Linked DNA regions of Mus musculus: regions 1 and 2 are each linked to region 3. Evidence: chromatin contacts called from public HiCAR-type and HiChIP or PLAC-seq data. All regions are on one chromosome and are shown on one strand. Each heading gives the region's core, a stretch centred on a gene start, on an enhancer-like site or on the middle of the called end of the contact. The rest is flanking DNA. Distances are from core to core; before and after follow the strand shown. Region 1 holds the start of Nrde2 (nrde-2 necessary for RNA interference, domain containing). Region 2 overlaps Tdp1 (tyrosyl-DNA phosphodiesterase 1). Region 3 holds the start of Zc3h14 (zinc finger CCCH type containing 14).

Region 1 (4,718 bases), core at 433-2,932, 1.4 Mb after region 3:
CTTGCCTTTAATCCCAACACTAGGAAGGCAGATCTCTGTGGGTTTCTGGCCAACTCTCTGTCTTAGTCAGGGTCTCTAGTCCTGCACAGACATGACCGAGAAGCAAGCTGGGAAGGAAAGGGTTTATTCAGCTTACACTTCCACACTGCTGTTCATCACCAAGGAAGTCAGGACTGGAACTCAAGCAGGTCAGGAAGCAGGAGCTGATGCAGAGGCCATGGAGGGATGTTTCTTACTGGCTTGCTCAGCTTGCTCTCTTATAGAACTCAAGACTACCAGCCCAGGGATGGCACCACCCACAATGGATCCTCCCACCCTTGATCACTAACTGAGAAAATGCCTTACAGCTGGATCTCATGGAGGCCTTTCCTCAAGGGAGGCTCCATTCTCTGTGATAACTCCAGCTTGTGTCAAGTTGACACACAAAACCAGCCAGTACACCCCCTCTCTCAGAGAGAGAGAGAGAGAGAAGACAGAGAGAAAAGGAAGACAGAGAGAAAGAAGAGAGAGAAAGGAGAGAGAGAGAGAATTCTGACTTCTTTTGGATCCCTATAAGCAAACCAACCGTAAAGAAAGCTGAACAGTAACTCATAGTTAAATAATATATAGTTAATTTTCTTAACTATATTTTGTTTTGGTTTGGTCTTTTTTGAGATTAGGGTCTCTCTATGTTGTGGCCCAGGCTGTCCAAGAATTCACTACGTAGATCAAGCTGAGCTTGAATTCAGAGATCCACCTGCCTCTGCCTCCCAAGTGCTGAAATTAATGGTGTATGCCACCACTGCCAGCCCTTCAACTTGACCGTACACTTTCAGTATTAGATGTATTTTCTGCATTTACCTGCCATGGTTAACTTCATTATAGCTGACACTTGTCTTAGCATTTAAAATACGCACCCAGTTCTCTAATCCCATGCTTCTCTTCCACAGCCCCTTGAAGGTCCCTGAATTCTTATCTATACAAATCATATCCTCTTGAAGACCATTCCAAAATTCTGAACGTTTCATTTTTATGGTTGACTGTGGCTCATCTATGACATTTGTAGCATACTACCTTATACTGATTTGTTGCTGTTGTTACTTAGTTTCGTTCATGCAACAGGTTGCATTATCAATCCTGACACACTTATTGAATACGTCTATATTTTGGGCCTGTGTTTCTAATAAGTGTGCTACAATGAATAGACAGTCTCGGAATTTGTTGACGGTTACAATTTAGTAAGGAAAAATCAGAATTACGCCAACCACAATTGCAAGTATTTTAAGAGGGTTTCTTTTGCAATGGAGTTGTATCATTGCAGCTTCTAGGAGAATGAAGTCCAAAAATACGGTAATGTTAGCGCCAGACATCATCGTAGGCTTAGTTTCCCCTCCGCTTACTTGACCACCGTAGCGCCTGAAAGAGCCTCTGGCCCTACACTTCAGACAAGACCCAGAAGGCTTTGCAGCGCCGCGGAGAACTCTGGGATACAGGTGGATAAACAAAGCAAAGAAAAAAGGCCATGACCCAGGCCCGAAAATCTGCCATTAATTTAATGGATGTCTTTTTCGACTCTTTTGGGGTGCTTACCTTTCCTGAATGCCCCATCACCGGAGGCCTCACTTACGTCCGCAAAAGCCGGGAACAGCGCCATGATCACAGGCCGCACTACCACTCCTGCCTCAGAAATGGCGCCGTCTGGAGAGCTCTGGTTGGAGGACGGTGACTCGCGAGGCACTCTGGGAAATGTAGTTCTTCCTGCACTCTTTAAGGCTTAACTCCTGGGCAAGGCGGTGCGGAGACCCAAAGGGTAGAGAGGGGAGGAGGGAAGAGGGTGAGATTGAGGAAGAACAGTTTCCTTGTAGTTAGTGCCCTCCGGCTTCACTGAACAATGGACAAGCAGGAACCGGAAGAGGAAGTTGGGAGGGGGGAAGGTGTGGAAACTGGAATTCAGCTCCTCTGGTAAAAGCACATTGCCTCCTTTAAACTGGATCAAAGTAATCAAATTCTGTAAGATTCATTTTCCTCCTCTGCAAGATTGTGTGTGTGAGTGTATGTATACGTACACATATACATGTACAAATTGCAATTGTTTCACCCATAAGAAGCATTTAAAAGGTGGCTTTAAACTGGGTGTGGGGGCAAACCCCTTTTAAGTCCCAACACTCAGTGGTAGAGGCAAGTGGATCTCTGTGAGTTCGACACCAGCTGGTCTACATAGTAATTTCCATGAGAGTCAGAACTGTATAGAGACGATGTCTCAAAAAAAGCCAATAAAAAGAAAGAAAAGAAATGAAAAATTAGCTTCTATGTGAGATGTGACAAGTTCCACGGCAAAATGTAAGTGATCCAAATATAAGTTGTCATTTTAAATACCCTAGGAATACAGAAGAGTACAAAGTCCCAATAAGATAAAGGTCTTTGACAATAAATGCATATACTTACCTATAAAGTATTTTTGAGATTCCCCTACCAAAAAAAAAAAAAAGGTTGGGTGCAGGAGCCAATGAAATGGCTTAAATAATAAAGGTACTACCAAGCAAGCATGGATACCTGAGTTTCATCCAGGCTCCACAAAGTTGTCTTCTGACCTCCAAGTGCACAGGGCACCACAATAAAATAAAGTTTAGAAAAAAAAAAAAGCTAAACCCAGAGATGTGACTAATCATCTAAACAAAGGAATGGATGGAAACCTATCCAAGCAGCTCCGTGTACCATGTAAACTGTGTGTACCATGTAAACTGTGTGTGTCCAAAATAAATGTCCAAGTTTTCAGGTCCCTAAAAGTACTTGGAAAAAGGAGGCCAGTAGAATCCACTTGTCTTCAACTGTAAATCTCAAGTTCCGCCAAACCTGACAGGAAGTTATCTCAGTTGATTAAATCAATATCTGCATCAGGGCACGATGATGCTCACCTTTAATCTCAGCACTCTGGAGTCAGAGGCACTGGCACTCACTCTGTGAGTTTGAGGCCAGTCTGATCAACAAAGCAAGTTTCAGGACAGCCAGGGCTACACTGAGAAATCCTGTCTGTCTTAGTTAGGGTTTTACTGCTTTGAACAGACACCATGACCAAAGCAAGTCTTATAAAAAACAACATTTAATTGGGGCTGGCTTACAGGTTTAGAGGTTCAGTCCATTATCATCAAGGTGAGAGCATGGCAGTATCCAGGCAGGCATGGCACAGGAGGAGCTGAGAGTTCTATGCCTTCATCCAAAGGCTGCTAGTGGAAGACTGACTTCCAGCAACTAGGGTGAGGATCTTATGCCCACACCCACAGTGACACACCCATTCCAACCAGGTCAAACCTATTCCAACAAGGCCACACCTTCAGATGGTGCCACTCCCTGGTCCAAGGATATACAAACTATCACACTGTCTCAAAACAAAACAGAAAACAAAACTAACTAAAATGGTTACAGTCTTTCCCCAATGTTTCATCTCTTTCTATTCCAGAAAAATAAGAATTAAATGTGAAAGGCTTCAAAAAAATTTTGAAAGCCATGATAATGTATTGATAACAAGGAATCTTGCTGTAGTGGATATTTGTGTATTTACAAACATGTAAGAGACTTTTCGTAAGCAATTCATAAGGACAACTTAATATATAATCAAGTTACTGATACAGATTTCTAAAGTTTTGTTTTCTGGGAGGATTTTTACTTTTTTAAAATTTGTGTGTGTGTACGTGTGTGTGTGTCATTATGCTTATGTGGCAGGAGCTGATGGCCACTGAGACATCTCACCTGCCCTGTCTTTTGGTTTTAGTTTTGTTTTTGTTTTGGTTTTTTTTTTTTTTTGTTTTGTTTTTAGATAGATCTCAGTATGTAGTACAGGCTCAGACTCTTTATCCTCTTGCCTTTCTCTCAATTAAAACAAAACTTCACTTTTAGTGTAACATACGAGTAAATTTTGCAAAGGTTTAGCAGACACAGACATTTGTATGGAGTGTGTAGCTTTCACCCTAACAAATGTTGAAAAAACAGATTCTCTATGTAGCCTAGGCTGTCCTGGAACTCTCTGTGTAGATCAGGCTGGCCTCAAACTCACAGAGATCTGCCAGTCTCTGCTTCGCAAGTGTTGAGATTAAAGATATGTACCATAATGCCCAGTACATTTTGAAAACGTACAGAATTAATTTTCAGTGTAGCTGCCGCAGAGGCTGGAAATCCTGCTTGGTCTCCAATGTTTCTATGTGATCCTTTCCTGAAAAGCTGTGCTGACCTTTGGTTTAAATGATCAACGTTCGAGTGGTAAAGGCCAGTGCTTAAGAATACTTGCTGCTCTTACAGAGGACTTGGGTTGTTATTTTTGGGGTTTTTTTTTGTTTTGTTTTGTCTTGTTTTTGTTTTTGAGACAGGGTTTCTCTTTATAGCCCTGGCTGTCCTGGAACTCACTTTGTAGACCAGGCTGGCCTCGAACTCAGAAATCCGCCTGCCTCTGCCTCCTGAGTGCTGGGATTAAAGGCGTGTGCCACCACGCCTGGCAGGGTTGTTATTTTTTTTCAACATTTGTAAGGGTGAAAACTACGTGCTCCACACAAATGGGCATAGGACTAAATTTGCTATGGCTGTGATTGCCAGACCTTTACAAAATTTGCTACTAGGTTAAACTAAACGTTACGTATTGAACTAGACCTGGTGGCGCACACCTTTAATCCCAGCACTTGAAAGGCAGAGGCAAGTGGATCTCGAAGTTGAAGGCCAGCCTGGTTCTGCAGAGTGAATTCCAGGACAGC
Region 2 (4,401 bases), core at 154-2,653, 1.2 Mb after region 3:
AAATGTTTACCCTCGACATACCGGCACTTATAAAACTCATTCTGGATTACAAGGTGGGCTTGGCGGTGTTTATCTCCAGCTTCTGCTGCCTTTGTATGAAACTTTCTCTTTCAACTTAGCATCATGATGTCTTTATGTTGCCACCAATTCCATGCTGTTTAAATCTGTTCTTAAAACTCTGTTCATGCTAACTTTCTTGGGAGCCAAATATCTTATTTAAAACTTTGTTTGGGATCACATTTATATTTTTTGGCAACTAAAAGATTAGGTTTCCCACTTATAACTTCTGTAATTAAAAATGTAATATGTATTAAATCATATTAGGTAACACCCACCCCACCCCCAAGCCCCCAACCAAAGTATTTTAAATGAGCCTGCTGCATACTGTAATAAAAGCTGTGTTCTGTTTGTCCAATAGAGGGCAGTCAAACAGTTTTGTTTTGTTTTGTTTTGTTTTGTTTTGTTTTGTTTTGTTTTGTTTTTAAAGAGTTGCCTTGTTCCCTTCCCCATTTAATTTTCGGTAGACAGGAAAATTAAGCATTTAAGTGCAACTTTTTAAAATAAATTACTTTTTTCCTATCCTAGGCAAAGTTGGATATTGCATTTGGAACACACCACACGTAAGCAACTTTTATGAAGTGGGGGAAGGTATGGTTTTAATTGGTCAAAGGACATAATCAAGGAGCTCTCTGTCAGCATGGAAGCGTGTGATCTGTGCCTCGGAGGCCTCTGCCTATTGCTTAGGACATCTGCCAAGGCCATTGGCAGACAGAATTCAAGAGTAGTTCTGTGGTCATAGACAACTCTGCGTGCTAAGTCAGGGCTTGTGACAGACCTGCTTTTAAAAGTTCTGTCATTTGGCAAGAATGAATTACATTGAATAGTCTATTATTAGTCAGCCCCATACTCTGATAAAGGAAAACTGATTTTATGGAAAGTTGCCAGTCTGCAAGGCTCCAGTGAACTCCTCTGAGATGGCTCAGGAGAAATTGGCCCACCTCTTCCTCTCACGTGAGCCAGTGACAGCTCGATTTATTTTTAACTTAGTTTCATAGCCTCTCACCAAGTACTTTTAGGGTTATTCGGCTTTTCAAGTGGAAAAAACAACAAAATGCAGTTGTCTTTACTTTAATATTTTTACAAATCACATTTCTCTTGAGGGGATTTGGCAAAAGACTGTGACAGAAGATGGCTGTTCTCTCTTTTAATCCAGGAGTGGAAGTTTGGGCCTTGCTGCCCCCAGAGAGGAAGCAGTGTGCTAGGGGTAGTGGCCGTCCTCGGTCTGGCCTGACGCTGCTTCCTGCTGAAGCTGAGATGGAAAGTGACAGTATTGTGGCTGCCTTTCTCTCTGTGTGCATACAGCAGTATTTTTGCCAGTCTGTTGTGAAAAGGAGCCAGACTGGAAGCAGTTAGGCACGAAGTGATAGTTCCATTCTCTGACTTGTCCTGGGTAACATCTACAGGCCACCCCTAATTGGTAGCTTTTGTCCACTAAGGGACAAAAGAGAATTTAGAGTGAACTCAAGTACTGACTCATGCATAAAATACTCATTTTCTAGCTCTGAGCACACAAGATGCCAATTTCAGCTCAGAATACAGATTGCTGTCAGTGGGGGCAGCTTAGCCTTAATGCAAAGCACCACACAGGAAATCCTTGTCTCTCGCCCTTAGCTGAGACCCCAGGATAAATACATTCTTGATTCTAGAAGGCCCTCTGCCAGCCCTGTCACCATTTGGGCCCCGGTATGATTTGTTGGGCCACTGGTGCCCGATTCTTGTGCTGAGCACGTGGTCTGCGCTGTGTAATGAGCTTCACAGGGGAAAAGTTCCGATGTCCCTCTGGGCTAGCAAGCAATGGAGAGCTTGTCGGTCATGCTGTCACCCCCGGGAGAGACTTGCGGGGTCAGAAGACTGCCTCAGACGCTGGCTTGGTGATGCTTCCCTGTGAATGCAGCAGGGAAGGAGCAAAGGGGAAGCTCCCCTTTGTTTAATCATATCAAAATTATTTGGTTCTTTTAATATCACACACCGGAAAGCAGAGACCTAGGATAAATGAGTTTACGTTCCTTGGGGATGAACATGGGGCTAGAGATCATTTTTAACCTTAGTTTTTAATTTGTTCTTGTTTGCTCAGTGCTACAGTTGATTCATTATTTCCTTGGCCCCGTTCAACCCTTGCTCCTTAGAGCAGCTCACACATGCACATTCTGTAGGTTAAATCTAATAGCTCACAATCCAGAGACGTCAGTGGAGTGGAACCCTCCCCAGCCAGAGAGTATCCAGGGTTTACGTTTTTGCTGGAACATCAGGATCTTGTAAAGGATTGAGATCATGTCTGGAGATTTTAGTTTATTATTTTAAAAATTAGGAGGCCGAGCTAGAAGCAGGAGTTCAAGGACAGTCTACGTGAGATCCTACCTCGCCGAAAATTATCCAAGCAATCCCTGTAATGTCACTGAGTCTCAAGTCGGTCATCCTTGTCCTTGTAGCTTTTCACCTCTGAGTGAGAGCACGAAGCATGGGAGATAGAGAAGGGGAAAGCCTCAGCTCACAGTGATGTGATAACAACTCTCCTCCCAGCCAGCAGGGACAACAGTCACTGTGAGGCAGGTTCTGGGGTGACACACACCTGAGCGATGTACTGACCAGGCATTGGCTGGGTACCACGCACAGGGCACAATAGAAATAGTCAGGATTTCACTCCATCTACAGATGTGGTCTGTCCAGCATCTCCAGGGTGCACAGTGGTTCCAGGCATGATGTGTCACACAATGCTTTAGAATGGGAAAGTTCTCTGGTTTGCCCCAGAGTTGGGCAGTACCTCTGAGGGCTCTGAGATCAATAGGGAGAAACAAAGCAGCTGAATGGACAATGTCCTCATGTAAGCAGGAGCCAGCCATAGCCTGCAGGGAGGGGCATGCTTCCCGCCTACTGCTCCAGCTGCTCCTCTGTCTCACCAAGGCCGCATCTCCCACTCACTTTCTAGTACTGAAAATTTTGACCATCCCACCTCCAGCCATGTCAGTACACACAGTGCCCTGGCTTGTGGGCATGTGTGAGTTCATGCTCATTGTGACTCAGATAGTCCTTTTCCTCCAGCTCAGGCTCTGCACTTGTGTAAAGTGAAAATGCTTTGCTCTGTCAGTAGCGTGTGGCTGCGAGACGTCTCACAGGAAATTCTCAGCTCCCAGGCATGGATCCTAAAGGCTTCTTGCCTCGCAAGCACAGCAGCTGGCATTGTGGGAAAGTGAAGAGCCTTCCCTAAGGATGACGCTTCCAAGCCTGTTCACCTCACAGCCTTTCTAGGCTACAAGGCTGCCATGACCCACGTCATCCGGGAATTGACAGGCCAGGCTCTAAGGTGAACAAGAAAGAAATGTGGAGACTGTGACCATTGTGGAAACCGCACCAGTGGTGGTTGTGGGCATTGTGGGATATGTTGAAACCCCACAAGGCCTCCGGACCTTCACGACTATATTTGCTGAGCATATCAGTGATGAGTGTAAAAGTCAGTTCTCACGTCACCTGAGTTACACAGATGAGTAGTAAGCAGCAGAAGACAAGAGTCACACACTTGAGAAGCGACACTCTAGTTCTGGAGAGAAGATGTAAAGTCCCTTAGTAGCTATGCTTAGGGACTCAGAAAGCCCTGGTGGGCAGAGAAGACTCAGCCCAGTTCCAACTGAGAGGACTTACTTCAAGCCCAGATACAGAGCGGTGACAAGGGTGGCACATGGAATACATGTCTGACCAGGACAGGGCATCAGACATCATCCAGTCTTCAAACTGTAACCGACAATAAGAAATAACATTTTATACCTTCAGTATGTGACCGCACAGCCACGGGCTAACGCAAAGGCTTCCTGGACTGATACTTTCAAAATATGCTGCATATATTTCCATTGTTTGAAACGTGCTAGCCTGTTACACAGCAGAAGATTCTACTCCTACCTTGCTTGCAAAACACAGGGCAAAGATGTCCCTGTGGTCCTTCATAGTGAAATTATAGCCATGGATACTACGGGACCGGTGAAGGGATGTGAGCTCATGCCCCCAGGTGTTGGGAGCCTTTTCGAAAGATAGCTTTTTATGTGTCTCCTTAGATTTTTGGAAGGCAGTGTGTAGAGGGGAGTTTATAATCACTAAAAGTTTGAGTAACACAAGAGGCTAAGCATGCATCCCTCCAGCTGTTGCCCTGCATTCTCACTAGATAATCTGCTTATTTGGAAAATTCTGTTCCTGATAGTTTTTTCTCCCCTCCCTCTCTTTGAAGGAAAATGATGCTCTTGCTCTATGAAGAAGGCCTCCGAGTTGTCATCCACACCTCCAACCTCATCCGGGAAGACTGGCACCAGAAAACCCAAGGGTTCGTAGGGCCGTGCACTGCATGGCTGTCGCTTA
Region 3 (4,108 bases), core at 1,463-3,962:
TTGGATACCCAGATCTAGAGCTTTAAATTGGCCCGCCCCGGCACCTACTGCATCAGTGAACTGCTGCAGTGCATGAAGGAACTAGTTGTATAGATCCAAAACTACAGAGTCTTCACCACACAGAGCAACAACAGGATATCTAAGAGGAGTCCAGGTGAAGTTCCAGTATTGCTAGAGTAGCAGAAGCCAGAGGCCTTGTACTAAACCAATGAGCGGTTCCAATGAATGTTTGCAAGCTAAGAAGTGTGGACAAAAGGGAATACTGTGGGACACACTATAGCTTCTACAATGAGTTTTTTTTTTTTTTTCTGTTTAGGGGGAGATTGCAAGGGTAGAGGGCGGGTACGAAGGGATGGGGAGATGGGGTATATGATGTGAAATTCACAAAGAACCAATAAAGATTTTGTTTTTTTAAAGAAGAATATGGGCATAGTTGGCACATCCCTGTAGTCCCAGCACCTCAGAGGCTAAGCAGGTGGAACAGGAATCTGAGTCCAAACACTGTGGCCCTGTCACAAAGCTAACACCAACACCAACAGCAACAGCAACAACAACACCAACACCAACACCAAAACCAACACCAACACCAACACCAACACCAACACCAACACCAACACCAAAACATACTCCAAACCACCCAGCGACTTGGAGGAATGTGGGGAGAATGGAAAAACCTTTCTGGATATCTATTCTGGAAAAGGATTCTTCCATGTTTCTCGTGGTCAGGAACGGGGAGAACGAAAGCAATCTAGCGTAGAAATAAATTTGAATTGCAGACGATAACGATGAATTAGCACTGAAAATGCTGAATTCAGAAGAAAATGAAGCGGACAGGACATAGCTACGTAAATTTTGGGAGTGGGTTTCAGGCAACAACATGGCTGAGATGGGAGAGTCGGTCATTGTTAGCACGGGGAGATGACAGTATGAGGGAAGTGCCGGTTGACCTCCTTGTCTCTAGGGGAGTGGAGTATGCTAAAGAACTTTCAGATCTGTTATCATCACTTCGAGTGACAGGTTCTCTCAGTTTCCTTCCGATGCTTGTTTTCCTATAATCCAGCAAAGCTGTTAGGGTTTGAACAATTTGAACACCTATTAGCAGCCATTGAACTCTCTTTTGCTGCCCTGGATGTCTTAAATGAAGGAGCCTAGCAAACAGCCAGACTGCTCTTAGACCAGCATCCACGACAGTCCTGAGCATTCCACCTTGAAACAACTACATAAAGACTGCAGTCGATCTGATTGTCCCAGCTCCTGAATGTGTGGCTCCAATGAGGGCTGTTGGAAAGATTTTGTACCTGATAGTTTGTGATCCCGAGCCTTGAAGAACTTCAAACAAACCTGCAATTATCTCTTCCTAGGCCAGAGGGCAAGCTCTTCTCCTTGTGGTCTAGCAGACCAGACAGATAGCTGTAATTGGTGCTAAGAGGCAAAGCTCTGATTAGTCCAACATATGGCTAGGCTCGGCCAAAACAAATAGCTGTGATTAATCCAAACATCCCATTTTGAGCTATAGAAGCAGACTGTTCAGGCCGGGAGGGGCACTCTCGGGAGCAGCTTACCCTATGGTTACAACAGCAGGCTTAACAAGAGGCTTCTCTCAAGCTCTCTTTTCTGACCCACTTTCAGCTGTGTGGACCCAAAGAGAGGCAGGAGATAGAAGAGGGAGGGAGCTGTTCAAGAGTGGCCAGGATAAGGTAAGAAGCTGAGAGGGGGAACAGGAGGCTCAGAGCCTAAGCATTAAAAGCAATGACGTAAAAAGCAATGAAGGGAACCTGCAGGCCCCGGTCACAAGAATTTGTGAGAACTGTCAGGTCTTCAGGGCCAAGTGTGCCAGGCATCTGACTGAGAGCTGTATCGCTGGCTACCACCATGGCCTGAGAAATCCCAGTACCTAGGACCTTCAGGAAACTGCAATCCCAGCTGAGACTGAGATTAGCAAACCCAATTTCTAGGCCCAAGGAGCTCTAATACATTCAGGGCTGACACCCAATAACGGAGCCCTGCGCACCAACTCTTAACACTAGAGGGCCCCAACTTCCCAGTCACACTGGTCAACACTGCAGGGTGTTGTAACACTAGAGGGTGACACTTGCCAGTCTTGCTACCTGCAGCTGGCAGCCCTCAGGAGGCAGGGGCAGGTGGATCACTGGGTTCAAGGCCAGCATGGGTTTCAGAGCAAGTTCCAGAACAGCCAGGGCTACACAGAGAAACCCTGTCTCAAAAAACAAAACAAAACAAAACAAAACATCCCTATAGAATTAAAGTAAGGTCATGGGTTCTGAATATCGTCCCTCTACCTCATCAAGTGTAATAATAGTACATCTTCTAGAAAATAATCTCCTTTTTGTCATTTGATAATATATATCTCAATCCCATAGTGATACTTGGGGTTAGATTTGAACTCGGATCAGGGCTCATAATGTTTGAGCTATACATACTTTCATCCTGATTACCTGTAGACTAAAATTCGCAAATGAGAAAGCATGAAAAGGAAAAGGAAAGGCTCCCCCGAAGCCTAGAAAGAGGAAGGTGAAACCAGGTAACCCCGTAGGCCATCGTCCTATGAGCCACCAGCAGTGGTCGCCAGAGCACAGGTTCCGGACCCCGCCCCCCTGCCCGGGACACACACGCGCGCGCGATTGCGCGCATGCGTGTGTGCTCAGACGCATGCGCGTTGGCTCCCACTTGCACGGGGGCGCCAGCAGGGGCGGGGACGCGCACGGCGGAGGCGGAGCGGCGGCGGCAGCGGCGGCAGCGGCAGCGGCAGCGGCGTAGGGGGCCCAGGCTGCAGGGTGGCAGCCCGCGGCGGGCTCCAGGTAACCGAGGCGCCGCGCAGTGCCGAGCCGGCCGCCCGCCGCCGAGCCATGGAAATCGGCACCGAGATCAGCCGCAAGATCCGGGTGAGGCCCGCGTCGGCGGGCGCTGGGCATGGCGGGCAGGCGGTTGCCAGGAGTAACGGGGCGGGTGGGCCCGGCCTGCAGCGTCTCCTCCGCGCCGGCCGCCTCAGACGGAGCGCAGGCGCGGCGGTCGGCTCTGGGGACTCCAGCGGGCCCGTGAGAGGCACCTGGGCGGCAGCGGCGGCGGCGGCTGCGGGAAGCGCCGCGCGGGGGGCGGCGTCCCCTCCCCCACCCCCCGGTTGCGCGGGGCGGCTCTTTCACTGTCGCGGTTTTCACAGGCACCTTTGCTGTTTTTTTTTTTTTTTTTCTCTCTCTCTCCCTCAGAGTGCCATTAAGGGGAAATTACAAGAATTAGGAGCTTACGTAGGTAAGTCGATTCTCATCCTTCGCCTCCATATACTACTGTAGGGCTTGTAGCTGCCTGGATGTGTGAGTGACTCTGCCCCAGAGCTCTTCGGGTGGTCTGCCTTGAGAGCCCTGGTTTTCCTCTCCCCTCGTTCCATCGAGCCATCTATAGCAGCACCCCGAGGTCCCTTCCCCCACCCCCATCTCCTGTCTAAGATGTTATTTTGAAATAGTCTAGCTTTTCTAACCTTCGGCTGAAGCTGTCGTGTTTTTAAGCACCCATGTTTGTTCGAATTTTGTTCTGTTTTTCCTGTTGTTACTTTCTCATCATGACCTTTAATTTGAGATCTCTCATTTTGGATATGAACATTATATGCTTCAGGCTTCTGGCATTTGCCACAGAGCTGGTTCAGTAAGTTTTATGTATTAGATTTTTTTTGTTTTTGTTTGTTTGTTTGTTTGTTTTTTCAGAATGAGTGTTTACTCTGAGCTAGGCATTGTTTAGCCATTAAAATGTAAATGATAATATCCCAGTTGTACAAATAGAAACAAAGGCTTCAGGTACTTGAACAGGCCTGGGGGAGGAAGCCTGTCTGACCCCACTGATGGTGGCTTTAGTTGTAAATCATGGGTACCTTAAAATAGTAACTCAGGGTCTGAGACCCTTACTGACCCCTGGAGTCAAATTTGTTTTCATAATGGTTAGAAGGCTTGACATTACACTATGTCTACACTTGGATTATACGAAAGCAGTGAGTTTAAAAGGTCACACCAGCTTTTACTAGAACTCTTGGTCAAATAATTGTAGTTTAAAAAAAAAAGTTCCATCTAGAATGTTATCAATGAGACAGATAAAAAAAAAA

What was found. HiCAR-type assays count read pairs that join an accessible place to other places. HiChIP or PLAC-seq counts read pairs in DNA pulled down with a chosen protein or histone mark.
Region 1: an H3K27ac HiChIP or PLAC-seq map of trophoblast stem cells shows a contact between it and region 3, with 7 times the contacts expected there. The contact joins the promoter of Nrde2 here to the promoter of Zc3h14 in region 3. A contact is called at or near these places in 1 of 39 promoter capture datasets (pre-B cells), 3 of 115 datasets of contacts at active chromatin or transcription factors (astrocytes, microglia and trophoblast stem cells) and 1 of 9 other capture datasets (adipose tissue).
Region 2: a HiCAR-type map of astrocytes shows a contact between it and region 3, with 2.4 times the contacts expected there. The contact joins the enhancer-like site here to the promoter of Zc3h14 in region 3. A contact is called at or near these places in 8 of 39 promoter capture datasets (the 3T3-L1 cell line, 3T3-L1-derived adipocytes, the HPC-7 cell line and 4 more), 1 of 484 Hi-C or Micro-C datasets (the N1E-115 cell line) and 5 of 115 datasets of contacts at active chromatin or transcription factors (astrocytes, embryonic hindbrain, embryonic midbrain and 2 more).

The regions. Positions count from the first base shown.
Region 1 is chr12:100,157,971-100,162,688 of GRCm38.p6, forward strand. Nrde2 (nrde-2 necessary for RNA interference, domain containing) reads right to left here and starts at 1,683. Exons shown (of 14, transcript NM_001290303.1): 1 at 1,570-1,683. The coding sequence starts at 1,633.
Region 2 is chr12:99,901,763-99,906,163 of GRCm38.p6, forward strand. It overlaps Tdp1 (tyrosyl-DNA phosphodiesterase 1), which reads left to right. Exons shown (of 16, transcript NM_028354.5): 6 at 586-620; 7 at 4,274-4,366. Among named protein-coding and RNA genes, the nearest start is that of Tdp1, 19 kb to the left of the region's middle. Within about 2 kb of position 1,404, at least 83 of the 459 cell types and tissues checked have an H3K27ac peak or open chromatin away from gene starts, as enhancers often do. A contact at or near this core is called in the HPC-7 cell line and astrocytes, where this site is marked.
Region 3 is chr12:98,744,256-98,748,363 of GRCm38.p6, forward strand. It overlaps Zc3h14 (zinc finger CCCH type containing 14), which reads left to right and starts at 2,713. Exons shown (of 17, transcript NM_029334.2): 1 at 2,713-2,903; 2 at 3,225-3,267. The coding sequence starts at 2,868.